3 separate regions of the Hordeum vulgare genome follow, and all the other regions are linked to region 2. Evidence: chromatin contacts called from public Hi-C data. All regions are on one chromosome and are shown on one strand. The core of a region is the stretch at or near the end of the contact, and the rest is flanking DNA. Distances in the headings are between cores, read along the strand shown.

What was found. A called contact is a pair of places that touch in the nucleus more often than the background predicts.
Region 1: a contact with region 2 is called in a Hi-C map of seedling, with 2.8 times the contacts expected there. The contact joins the promoter of LOC123447385 here to the promoter of LOC123447395 in region 2. A contact is called at or near these places in 2 of 6 Hi-C or Micro-C datasets (leaf and seedling).
Region 3: a contact with region 2 is called in a Hi-C map of leaf, with 3 times the contacts expected there. The contact joins the promoter of LOC123447390 here to the promoter of LOC123447395 in region 2. A contact is called at or near these places in 3 of 6 Hi-C or Micro-C datasets (leaf and seedling) and 1 of 1 datasets of contacts at active chromatin or transcription factors (embryo).

Annotation. Positions count from the first base shown.
Region 1 is chr4H:15,063,246-15,068,140 of MorexV3_pseudomolecules_assembly, reverse strand. LOC123447385 (outer envelope protein 64, chloroplastic) reads right to left here and starts at 1,768. Exons shown (of 13, transcript XM_045123982.1): 1 at 1,381-1,768. The coding sequence starts at 1,586.
Region 2 is chr4H:15,573,448-15,577,937 of MorexV3_pseudomolecules_assembly, reverse strand. LOC123447395 reads left to right here and starts at 1,279. Exons shown (of 8, transcript XM_045123991.1): 1 at 1,279-1,854; 2 at 2,107-2,348; 3 at 2,450-2,572; 4 at 3,020-3,136; 5 at 3,222-3,404; 6 at 3,501-3,642; 7 at 3,795-3,960; 8 at 4,044-4,490. The coding sequence starts at 1,539. The coding sequence ends at 4,062.
Region 3 is chr4H:15,126,958-15,131,260 of MorexV3_pseudomolecules_assembly, reverse strand. It overlaps LOC123447390 (DELLA protein SLN1), which reads left to right and starts at 2,798. Exons shown (of 1, transcript XM_045123987.1): 1 at 2,798-4,303. The coding sequence starts at 3,025.

The sequences.
Region 1 (4,895 bases), core at 519-3,018, 510 kb after region 2:
AGGGCACAAGCATGTGTGCCGCAATGATTTCACAACAGCATCACCAAACTGAATTTTAAGTTTTAAAACACAAGTCATGAGTCACCCCACAAGCCCTCACCATTGGGAAACAAAACCACGCACAGTTACAGCCTTAGATTTTAAAAACGAAAACGCCTTTAGTTGATTAAGGAAGTTCAAGAAAATTGTTTAGAATCTGGAAATCTGTTGATGTTCAAGTATCACCAATGTCAGAAAACAGAAATGTCGCTTCAAATGTCACTTCATGGTAGAGTCATTGACATGCCAGTAAACAAATTCAAAGCAAAATGTGATTTAAAGACTAAGAACAAATACCAAACCATCTCCACTAGTTCTTTTTTTTCCTGAGTAGCACCCCAAATTTGTTTGAGGATTTAAATCTGGCAGATAAGAAATTACGAGTATCTAACAGGGTGTTAAGTATGTTTCTACAAGAGGCTGCTTATGGAAAAGAGAGAGTGGAAGGTCAGGATGCAACTGAGCATGTTAGCATCAACAGATGACTGCCGCAAGTCCCAATGCTTGCCACATTAGCAACTCTTCAACGGATAACGGGGAAGATTGTTTCAACAATCACCAACGAGCACATAAACCAATATGTTCGGTGGAGGAAACTGAAGGGGTGAAGTTCACCCCCTACCAAAAATGTGCTTCTGAAACCAGCAGTAGATGCCTAAATTAGTCTGTCCTATAAATAGTTTGTGATCTTCCCTCAACCTCAATCTTAACTCCCAAAATTCGCTCTAGCAACTCATAATTGGCATGGCAAACCTAACAAGATAAATTTCATGAAGAAAAGGTACTATGACTCATTATTATTATGTCAGATATTGTATTGTCTATGGATTCTAGCGCCTTGTAGTATAATAAACCACACCACGAGCCAGGATGCATGCTGAAACTACTGAGCTGCCTAGTTCTAGCGTAGTAGATTGTTGGGTAACTGTGATAGATAATACCATAACTGTTGTATCTAATACTACCAACATTCATGTGCTCTTGCAGGGCACTGTTTTCCTTTTTGGCGTCGGCCATTAAAAAGTTGGAAAGTCATCCACGAAGCTGTCCCATGCGAGGCAGAGGCATTAGAGTCATTCAAACGGCAAAGAAACAATTCAGCACATACAATGCATCAATGGTTCCATGCTGAGCAAATCCCATCACCACGACCGACTGGTAACCAGCAGCACAAATCCAATCCCCGTAAACAACAATACCGAATTAACGCTGGCGTGGCGCGATCGAATCATCACCCAAGCTATGCTAAACAAGTCGCCCCCTGCCTAACCCAATCCGGGCTAGAACCTGTCGCCGGCCAAACACGAAGGGGGGAGGGAGGGAGGGGGGGCGAGAGCTTACGCGTCGGCGATGGCGAAGCAGAGGTCGGTGAGGGGGTGGCGTGCCTGGGGCGGCGGGGGCTGGGGAGGCGGCAGGAGCTCGAGGCGCGACACGAAGGCGCCGTGGTCCGGGCGGGCCGGCCGCTTGAGCCGCTTCGCCGCCAGGAGGACGCCGGCGATGCCGAGGCCCAGCAGCACCCAGAGGTTGGCGGCCGTCGAGGACGCCATGCGCCTGTGTAGCGGGCCGTACGCTCCGAGCGGGCGGGGGAGAATTCGAGGGCTAGGGTTTTTAGGGGGCGGGGGCGGGGGCGGGGGTTTTGAGGCGAGGGCGGTGGGGAGGAGGAAGACGGCGAGAGGCCCGGAAGGAGAAGGCGGCTGCGTGGTGGATGGATAACAAGCGCCGTGGGGGTCCCGTGGGCGCTGTTGGCTTCGCGGAGGAGCTATATACCACGGGCGACACCAAAGCTGAAATTCCTTCCAACAGAGGAACATCTCTTGTCTACCGAAAGGAAAACCTAGGTGATGGGAGTTTTCCGGTGAATTTTGAAAACCTGGTTTGCTTGCTTTTTCGCTTGAATTTCAAAGGGAACATTTTAGTTTCTTCATAAGCCTTTTTTACGGGAAGAACTTTTGATCTATTCATCGGCACCGGAGGTAGCGTAACTTACCATCTAGCAGCGACTACAATTATTGAAAAATCACGCACTCTAAGACCTCTTTCAACGCAAATGTGCTTAGATGAGGTGCTACGTGTATTCAATGTCTTAGATGAGTTGTGCCTATTTGGCAGACTTAGCACTCGTACTCCCTTCGTTTTTGTCTACTCTGCATATTAGAGTTGACTACAGTCAAATTAAATAAAGTTTGACTAAGTTTATAAAAAAAAATACTTACCGTAACAAATTCATATAATGTGAAAGTAAATTCAATAATGTATCTAATGGTATTGATTTGTTATTGTATATGTTAATATATGTGTCTATAAACTTTGTCAATGTTTATAAAGCTTGACTTTGACCAAAGCTAATGCGTCGAGTAAGTAAAAACGAAGAGAGTACATGATGAAGCATTGGGAGAAGCCTAAATGGTTCTAATCCGATAAAGTAAATACACTTTATCTTTTAAAAGCACTTGTATTGCTCATTTGTGTTGAAGTCAAAACTCTGTGAGCCATTTGATGGCAAATTATGGCAAGGGCGCAAGGCTCAAGGTCACATTGCCATTTGGTTAGGGTTAGCACCCGCTAAGGCCATCACACTTTGCCAAACTAAATGTAACCTTGCTATGTACTCTAAAAATATGTAACCTTTCTAACTGGGCAATACAAGTATTTTTTGGAAAAAAAGTATATGGGATGCCTTTACAATGCAAGAAGTAGCGGAGCTAGAGATGTGTTTGGTTGCCTCCACTAGGCCCAACCAGGCCCGCGCGGAATGAATATGGGCTGTTTGGTAGCATGCATTCACTGTTTGACCCGCATAGCACGAACCTCAAAGCACCTCTCAGCCAGGCCCGCTGGGAACGGTCGAATCGGCTGTTTTTTGCGAGCTAGGCTTGAGCGATGCAGGGGAGGGGAACGCCACACCGGCCACACAGGGGAGGGTGATGGCGAGAGCGATGGCGCATCTTCGAAAAAGCAGCGCGACGAATTTGAGTCACCGCCCGCCGATTCGGTCACCCTATATATCGAGGGTGACCGCGGCGGCAAAACTCCCTCCACCATTTCCCCCCTCTCGAGCTTTCCTCCGACGCGGATCCGTTTCCATGATGAGGTAAGCGGTGCAACAACTCCGACGACCGGTGACTGCGGCGGTGGGTCCTCCTCCTCCTCTCCAACGTGCCAGGCGCCTCCTCCCCGGTCGTTCCGATGGCATGTGTAAGTTCAATCATCACCTCCTCTCTTTACTAGTTCTAGCTAGATCTTTCCATATGGTAGGGTTAGGCCGTCTGATCTGTTTGACTGTGATGTTCTAGCAGCTAGTTGTGATGGATTTGGAGCATGCTGGGGGTTGTTTCCATGTGGGCAAGTGTTGGTAGCTAGTAGTCATGGATGTTTTGCTGGTAGCGTGCAAGTGTTGGACAAGATCATGACGCTTACATTTGTAGGATATGACCACACAAATGCAAGAGATTAGTCAGGCCCTCGTGCTGCCCGAGAGCCAATTTTCGTCATCCTGTGTCGAGGACTCCCGGCCTCCTATGGAACAAATGCCTCTTGATTCAGAGGTTTTCGAGGTGCCGCCTACGGTTCGTTCATTTGTGCTAGTTGAGCCCAATGTTGTTGCTCACTTATGACCCACAAGTGTAGGGGGTCTATCGTAGTCCTTTCGATAAGTAAGAGTGTCGAACCCAACGAGTAGCAGAAGGAAATGACAAGTGGTTTTCAGCAAGGTATTCTCTGCACGCACTGAAATTATCGGTAACAGATAGTTGTGCGATAAGATAATTCATAACGGGTAGCAAGTAACAATAGTAATGTTAGAGCATATATCTCCATACGTGGTTTTGGTAATTGATGACAATTCCTATGGACTAATGGTTGCCTTAAGTTATATTTATAGGATTTGTCCATAGGCACTTCTTGAAGTCCATCTGTTGGGTTCAAGGAGTTTATATGATGACCAAGGTGGTATTCAAGGTATTATCCAAAGAATGGTCATAGAGACACAAGGTTGATCAAGATCTCAGACAAAGAGTAAATCAAGATGATCAACACACAAAGCGTACAAGATGTACCGAGAGGGATCAAGTGATCCCATGGTATGGTAAGCATTGTCCATTACGTGTTTGTGTACTAACCCATGGTCTTCGTGAGAGTTCTATGTGGGGGTTAGGTGTGTTTCCATGGCTTGCGTCAAAGAGAAGATCTCATACAACCCATGAAGTATGACGTCAAGTTGTGATTGTCATCAAGATTGCGATGTGCAAGTTCAAGTGGATCAGCACGAAGATATCATGCTTGAAGCTTGCCGTCCATTTGGTGGCAATGGACTTGTGAAGATATGTTGAAGAGTGGCTCACCCATAGTGAGTATGGGGGAGCAATCAACTAGTCTTCATCAAGCCAACGCAATCAAGAAAGGTGGTCCATCTTGAGGAAGTCAAGATCATCATCATCTAGCTCAAGAGGACGAGGTGCAAGGTATAGGTTTGCCCTTGATAGGTTTTCTGGTTAGGATAGATTGTTGTACTATCAAGGGGGGCTCTCAAGTGAGTAGCTTGATCGTATCATTCGTTGAGAGCTCAAACCATTTGCATCCTTGCATCATACTTCTTGGTTCTTGTTTGGTGTTTCTCTTTGTGAGTTTTAGAGCTTATGGTCATCTTCGTGACAAGCTCGAGTTCATCGAAAACGGAGTCCATATGCATCTATATGCTGTTTTCGATGTTGGAGTTTTTGCCGGTTCTTCATTCATAGAGGACTCACATCTCTATACCATTGACATTTTCATATCTGCATGGTCTTAAGATTTGCTGTTTGGATAGCTCTTGTCGTCCTGAATCCAACAAGCTTGGGTTTGCTCGATTCGGAGCTCGT
Region 2 (4,490 bases), core at 30-2,529:
ACCACCTTTCGCACTAGAGCTAGAGTTCTTGGACTCCCTCTGATTACTAGTACCAGAGTAGTGCTCCTTATTGGAGCTGTCACCAGACGACGCCTTCTTCCAGTCATCACTAGCCCGAAGCTTTGGCCCAAACGGTAGCTCTCCATTAGTGTCTCTAGGGCCCGGAGTAGAGCAGTAAATATCTGCATGCCCAAGTCGGTCGCAGGAGAAGCAGAAGTGGGGAACATGCTCATATTGTATGTCATACATGTCTACCTTCTTCCTTTTTGCTGAATCGATCTAGATCCACCTCCGGAGTGGCTTGCATACCTCAATTGAGACCCTTGCTCGCAGGAAGCCTTGTCAATCTGCTGAGCTATCAGCTTTCCTCATGCATCATTACGTAGATTGTACGGGAGATTTGGTACACGAGCCCATAAGCTGGGCCTGTCCAATTTAACTTCATCCGCCCGCATGCAGTCGTCGAACTCTGCCAAGACAACATCGTTCCTGCTAACGTGCCAGGGAGATCCCTCCCATATTCTATCTCTATCTCTTCGTGTCTCGAACTCAGCCACAAAGGTATTCTCCCCCATAAATCGAAACTGCAGACCTCTAGGGTTTCCCCAAGCCGGCTTAAGAGCCCCTGAGATTGTTTGGATGTGCAGCAGATTCTTGTGTAGAATCCTCCCCGCCAGGAGCCACTTAACCGGCTTATCATCTTCTGTGTCGTCGATCACAAGTGGTGTTGCTTCCTCATCGGTAATCGCCATCTTCCCTAGCGCCTCCTCTAGCTTCGCTCTTTCCGCTCGAGGGGAGTAGGGACCGGAGTTGTGCTGCGCGCCGCCGGGATTTGGGACCGAAGCCATCCCAGGGAAAACCCCCAGGGCGCACCGTCGTCGAGGAGACCGCGGCCGCCGTCCAAGTCCGTCGAAACCCTAATCGCCAGAGGGTTTTAGGGTTACGTGAAAAACTGATCACGTTTATACAGAGTTGACGGTGACCATCACTGCTGATGTGACATTAAACACAGTATTTAGGGTATTCTTCAGTCGGGTGACCAAAGTGAATTGGGTGATCAAGTAAAGTGACCGTGGATGAATTTATCTCCGGTTCGACGCCCCGTCCTCAACGTTAAACGAGAATCACATGCTGAATCGGGGGACACCTGTCCAAGGCTTCCTACCCCACGCGAGCGACGTCGTCGGCAACGAGTAGACCTTTCAATTCAACCCCATGCCATGTCACCGCACGACGACGGCGTTTTGCCTGGAAAACACGACCGGAGACTCGCAAGACACAAGATTTTACCCCGGCGAGCCGCCACCCACCACCGCGCGCGTCCGCTCCACAGAAAATAATGCATCTCCGTCGTTTTTCCGCCCGATTCCCCGCCCCCTCATCGCTACATTCACCACCCACGAGTTCCACACCTCCCTCCACTCCCCGGCGAAGCGGAGAATCCTCCCCCTCTCGCCGACTTCCCCAGACGCTTCCACACAGTGAAGTACTAGGACTGCTGCCTGCTCGCTCGCAGTAGCTGCAGCGGTGGTCGTGGCATGGCATCTTCCCTCGCGCCCGCGTCGTGCGCGCTGCCCCTGCATCCCAGGGCGGCCGCGGCGGCAGGCCCCTCCTGCCGCGTGCTGCTGCTCGCCGTCGCGGCGCCCCGCTCGGCCGCGTCGGTGCGCCGGGCGGGGATTCTCGCGCCGGTGCGGTGCTCGCCGCTCGAGGATCCCGGCAGGGAGGAAGGGAGGAAGGAGAAGGGCCGGGACGTGGGCAAGCGGGTGCGCGGGAGGCCCATGTGGAGGCGGATCCTGTTCGCCTCCAAGAAGACCCGCAGCATCATGATTCTCAACGCCCTCACCGTCATCTACGGTACACCTACACCTAGTACCTTTCTTCATCCCTCTCGAGTCTCCAGTTCGTACGATGCGCTCAAGGTGTTGAAAATGGCGGCGCCATGGGTTGACAGAAGCAACAGTTGTCCAATTGTTCAGTACTGCAAGTGCAGCTTAATTTGCTAGGACAAGAAGTCTGTGATCTGGAATTCAGTAGTAGTACAGTATGCAAGCACGAGCTCAGCGTTTGACTTGACGGCTTCCTTTTCCCCGTTCCTGTTTTCTGCAGCAAGTGATATCCCAGTTCTGAAAGAGGTTGAAGCCCTCACTGAACCTGCGGTTTTCAACATGGTGCGCTTCGTTATCGCAGCCATCCCCTTCCTGCCATTTGTGATACGGGCATTCGGAGATCGCCGTACACGAAATGGGGGACTAGAGCTAGGACTTTGGGTCAGTCTGGCGTACCTTGCCCAGGCAATCGGGTTGACCACATCTGAAGCTGGGCGAGCATCCTTCATCGCAGCCTTCACGGTACGCCTTCTCGCACCTTTTTTTTCTTCTTCTGTTGTAAACTTGTAATGGTGGAATTGGCAAATGTTTTTGTGGTGATACCTAAAGAATTATGTGAACAGGTGATAGTTGTGCCTCTGATTGATGGCTTTTTTGGAGCCTCCATCCCCATGCTGACTTGGTTCGGGGCCATTGTATCGATTATAGGGGTTGGCCTGCTAGAATGTGGTGGCTCTCCTCCTTGTGTAAGTACTAAGCATTGGTCTTGTTCCTTATGTAGTAGCGCTTGTTAGCTTATTTAGTTGGTCCCATAAGGCCTTGATCGGTTCCTTCAGATTTGAAGGGGTTTGGAGGGGATTGAGAGGGATTAAATCCCCTACAAGTCAAATTCCACCTAAATCCCCTCCAATCTTCTCCAATCCCTCCTGGGAGGGATTTACCGAACAAGGCCTAATGGATTTCAGAACCTAGTACAGCACTTCAAATGTCTTGTTTTGTGTAACTATCAACAGTGATACTCTAAATGAATATATATTATTTCCAATGGCAACGACCAACCAATTCAAAACAGTAGATCAGTTTGTTGACAAAAACTGAGTCCGTCTTTTCAAAGATTTGGTTACAACATATATCACGTGTCTTGACAAGGAATATAATTCTGATTTTTCAATCCTCTCGTGTTGTTTCCAAAGGTTGGTGACGTGCTGAATTTCTTGAGTGCGGTATTTTTTGGGATCCATATGCTTAGAACGGAGCAAATATCAAGAAGTACAGACAAGAAGAAGTTCATGGCTCTTCTTAGCTTTGAGGTTCATAACTAAATTGTGTACTTGCAGTTTCCGATATCATCTTTGTCACAAATGCAAACCATCTCACTGATCATCTACCATTCAGGTCCTTGTTGTGGCTTTCACCTCGATACTCTGGTTTTTGCTCAAAGATGCCTTTGTTGAGGTCCAAGATTCCGGCTTTGAAGCATGGACTTTTGGTACGCTATGGGATTCGGCGGCTTCTTTTCCTTGGATACCAGCACTGTACACTGGAGTCTTTTCAACGGGGTTATGCATGTGGGCAGAGGTTAGCCTGCTTTTTAGAACCTTGTAGTAGTACTATGAACAGTGTGGAGACTTGTTTAATTTACGAAATGATCTTATATTGTATGTCTATGCGCAGATGGTAGCGATGGCCCATGTTTCAGCAACTGAAACTGCAATTGTTTATGGGCTAGAACCAGTATGGGGAGCTGGATTCGCTTGGTTCCTCTTAGGTGAAAGATGGGACAATGCTGCATGGATTGGAGCTGCCCTTGTACTATGTATGCTTGATGCTTCTTTCAGCTTTATTCTGTGCTTTTGTAGTTGCATTTTGATATTCAGACAGACAATACCTTGACGAAAGTGTTCATATTAATCAATCACAACATAATCTTCAAGCCAACTGAATATATCTTGACATCCTTTTCTTCAGGTGGAAGCCTTACTGTGCAGCTATTCGGGTCGACTCCTGAAAAATCCCAGAAAGTTGAATCACCCAGCAGGAATACATTTGAACCCCCACTGAAACGGCAGGAACGCTTATCCCTGTCCGCTATCCCCGTCGATTCCAGGAAGAACATAGGGAGCCAATTAGAGAGGTAAAATCCAGCCTCTTGGTTGTCTCTTTTGTGCTGTCCTTAGCATATTTTAGTTTGCTCATTTTTTTTCATCTGTAAAACAGGAAGGATAAAACATTGTAGCCCAAGACCAGGGCAGTAATGCATCCTCCAAAGACAGGGTCAAGATCGAAACTGTATGTAAACCAAAACAAGCGGCCTTATATCTGGCACATGCTTTGGTTCATCAAGTAGATGCAAGTGACAAAGAAGGCTCGTTATTCCCATGATTTTGGAGGTTAGTTGCCATTTAGGGCATCAACTGGACTAACTAGTGTCTAGAGATAATCCAATGCCTAGTACATACTAGAAAATGTGGCATTACTGGCTGGAACTCCGGGTTGGAGGTTTACCCTGTCACAGCACGCCGGTGTAAAGTGATAACTGCAAATGGGAACATTGTGTAGATTCCATGTAAATATATATATTTAACATAGCAAATATGATAGTAGATGATTGTAAGTGTATTGAACACACTAACGTTGTTGTCAATGCTGTAAGTCTATTGGTTG
Region 3 (4,303 bases), core at 1,549-4,048, 450 kb after region 2:
CCCTAGTTTCAATCAGATGTTGCACATATTCTAGCTCCCAGCGCTAGAAATAACAGGCCACCTGCCAATTAAAGCAATGGCATGTATGAAATTGATCAGTTAGATGAAAAGGTTGATTAAATAGAATAACAATAAATCCAAACTGTTCAATTGCTGTTAGAGTTCAGTTATCTGAAACTGTATATCTGTAAATGCTCAGTCAAGTCTCTAAACGTTCCTCCACCCCAATCATACAAGCGAATCAATAAAGCAAATCAAGCATCTAATACTAGGAATCAAGCAATCAACCATTATCATAGCAAATATAAGCAAATCAAACATTATGAGAGCAAACCTTATCAGAGCAATCAAATCATATAAGCAAATCAAGCATTACCAGAGCAGGAGAGGTGGTCACATCAAACAGGGAGTATGAGGTGGTCAAATCATGCTTATAGTGTGCTTCTTGCACTTGTAGAACACCCGACCATCATGTTCCTCGATGGTAGAGAGGTAGAAGGTGACGGGGTCGCCACAATCAGGGCACCCGATCAATGGGACATCGACGACGCGACCGCGCAGTCCAGAGCGGACGGAATTGGAAGACGACATGACGGTGATGGCCCTTGACGGAGTGATTTACGATGGCGGTGGCAGCAGCAACAGTTGATGATACGGCGACAACGGAGGCCGAGGGGTGGATGTGATGGCGGGAACAATGAACGACACTAGATGCGACAGCGGCCAGTGGATGCGGCAACGTCTGCTTGCCGATGACGGGGGAGGTTGGCCTTTGGGGTTTGACAGAAGCGAGGGGGAGAGGAGTTGGCGGTGGGGAGCGAGCCGACAAGGGGAGTGAGAGGTGCGGAAGCGGTCCGACCCGGTGGGGTGGTGGGTGTTAATACGCGGTGTTTTGCGAAACCCCCATGATTTAAAAGCAGGAAAGAAACATCGGTGCGAAAGAATGTGTACGTGATGATTCCACCCAACCTTTCCAATGTGGGCCTCCTCTTAATAGTATGATTTTCCTATGACTCAAGTCCAACGAAAATGAAACGCACGAAAGAACTTCACTCTAAACCACCGAGGGACATGAATCGTCTTGTGCCATATGAAGTAATATCAGACAGGCTTAGTGCACACGATTGGTCTGCAAATGCATTGTCATCAATCATCAAAACCACTAGGGTAGAAATATGCCCTTACACATGGATAGGTGAAATGTTGCTTGTTAGATTTGATCATCGAAAGACAAGCGAGGACATCTTCGATTCACATGATTCTAGAAACGGATAAGTTAGGGCACCTTTGATTCACACGGTTCAAGAAAACCCATTTTTGTATTGGAAAGTTATGTCCCATTTGAATCATACAATGTACTTTATTTGGTTGCATCGCCAAAAAAAACACATATTCTTTTCAAGAGTTTCGAGTGGAGGCTAGTATTCTTATGGAATGAATACAGGTGAATCTTTGTTAAACATTCCTATGGAATCCAATCCAACAAATTAGACGACCAACATGGAAATAATTCTTATGATTAAAATATTCTTTGAATCAAAGAGGCCCTTGACAATTCAAGAAAAATGACACTTCAACACAACTCTTGAAAGAGATTTTCCCATCGACTAGTGATTGAGCAGCTATATTTTTTGGTAACACTACCACTCTCGCAACAAAGGTACCACATAATATGAGATTGTCAATAAGATTACTAATTTCAACAATCTGTTTTCCATGAACATATTTATTAAATGCCCGGTAATAGAGCAGCTGCATTTTTCATTCTACCGAATGTGCACTTGTATTTTTTCACGAAAAAGGCCCAAAAAATGCCATATATCCAGCAAAACAGACCCTCATAAAATCGCCCATACATAAATTTTAAAAAAAATGCATCAAATGTGTTTCGGTGTTGATGCCTCCTTCCTACGTCCACTGGTACAATGCAACGAGGAGCAAAAATGCCACACCTACATTATCTACTCCCTCCGTTCCTAAATATAAGACCTTTTAAAGATTACACTATAGACTAGGTACGAAGCAAAATGAGTGAATCTACATCCTAAAATATGACTACATCATCCGTATGTAGTTCATAGTGGAATCTCTAAAATGTCTTATATTTAGGAACGGAGGAAGTATCACGTAAGAAATTGTGTACGTGTAGCAAAGCTCGGTACCGTCTTCGGTGCGAAAGATCGTACTAGTAGTAAGCAAAAAAACGCAACGTTCTCCATCGCCTGTGCATTGCCCTAGAAGTCCATACCAAAAATGCTAGACATACAAAGAGTTACATAAGGTTACAGGCTGACTAGGATTCTTTCTTTCTAACTAACCGTCCCCCTTGATTTTCAACGGGCTGGGGCCCTCATTTCCCTTAATCTTCAATCAAAATTCATCTTTTTTAAAAACCTATGTAAACTTATGTATGTGTAGCATCATTGAAGTCCATATAGCAAACCTCAAATACAGCTCACGATCTCCACGTGTTGCTGCAGCAAGGCCACAGGCCAGGCCACACATCCGCAGCGCACGGAGACGGGGGGGAGGTCGACGTACCGGAGCGGAGCCCAATCTCACGCCTTTTTTTTTAATTGTGTGGGAATTTCTGGGGTGGTGGGCACAAGATTTGTAACTGGATGGCGAAGCTTGTCTGGTGATAAAGATGGGCGCGAGCGAGCGAGCGACGAATCCGTCCGTCCGATCCAACGCTGTGCGCGTGTTGGCCCCCGCCCGCCAGCGACCCACACACACACACGCGCCACCACCACACCACTATGCCCAGATGCCTTCCCCTCCCATCACCCGATGCCGTCTCGCAATCTCCTCCCTCCCCCCCTCCCCTACAACTACTCCCAGTTGCTCCCGCTGCCGCTCGCTCGCTGCTTTGCCAGTTTGCCCGCTCGCTCCCCTCCTCCTCCCCCCTTTCCCAACCCTGGATCCAAATCCTGACCCTCCCCGCACCCGAAACCGAGGCAAGCAAAAGCTTCCCGCGATTATTGGCTAGGTAGAGAGCGAGGTAGCTCGCTCGCGGCGAGGATCATGAAGCGCGAGTACCAGGACGGCGGCGGGAGCGGCGGTGGGGGTGATGAGATGGGGTCGTCGAGGGACAAGATGATGGTGTCGTCGTCGGAGGCGGGGGAGGGGGAGGAGGTGGACGAGCTGCTGGCGGCGCTCGGGTACAAGGTGCGGGCGTCCGACATGGCGGACGTGGCGCAGAAGCTGGAGCAGCTCGAGATGGCCATGGGGATGGGCGGCCCCGCCCCCGACGACGGCTTCGCGACCCACCTCGCCACGGACACCGTCCACTACAACCCCACCGACCTCTCCTCCTGGGTCGAGAGCATGCTGTCCGAGCTCAACGCGCCGCCGCCGCCCCTCCCGCCGGCCCCGCCGCAGCTCAACGCCTCCACCTCTTCCACCGTCACGGGCGGCGGCGGATACTTCGATCTCCCGCCCTCTGTCGACTCCTCCAGCAGCACCTACGCCCTGCGCCCGATCATCTCGCCGCCCGTCGCGCCGGCCGACCTCTCCGCTGACTCCGTCCGGGACCCCAAGCGGATGCGCACTGGCGGCAGCAGCACGTCGTCTTCGTCCTCCTCGTCGTCCTCGCTCGGCGGTGGTGCCGCCAGGAGCTCTGTGGTGGAGGCTGCTCCGCCGGTGGCGGCTGCGGCTGCTGCGCCCGCGCTGCCGGTCGTCGTGGTCGACACGCAGGAGGCCGGGATTCGGCTGGTGCACGCGCTGCTGGCGTGCGCGGAGGCCGTGCAGCAGGAGAACCTCTCGGCCGCCGAGGCGCTGGTGAAGCAGATACCCTTGCTGGCAGCGTCGCAGGGCGGCGCGATGCGCAAGGTCGCCGCCTACTTCGGCGAGGCCCTCGCCCGCCGCGTCTTCCGCTTCCGCCCGCAGCCGGACAGCTCCCTCCTCGACGCCGCCTTCGCCGACCTCCTCCACGCGCACTTCTACGAGTCCTGCCCCTACCTCAAGTTCGCCCATTTCACCGCCAACCAGGCCATCCTGGAGGCGTTCGCCGGCTGCCGCCGCGTCCACGTCGTCGACTTCGGCATCAAGCAGGGGATGCAGTGGCCGGCCCTTCTCCAGGCCCTCGCACTCCGTCCTGGCGGGCCCCCTTCGTTCCGCCTCACCGGCGTTGGCCCCCCGCAGCCGGACGAGACCGACGCCCTGCAGCAGGTGGGCTGGAAGCTCGCCCAGTTCGCGCACACCATCCGCGTCGACTTCCAGTATCGCGGCCTCGTCGCCGCCACGCTCGCGGACCTGGAGCCGTTCATGCTGCAGCCGGAGGGCGAGGAGGACCCTAACGAGG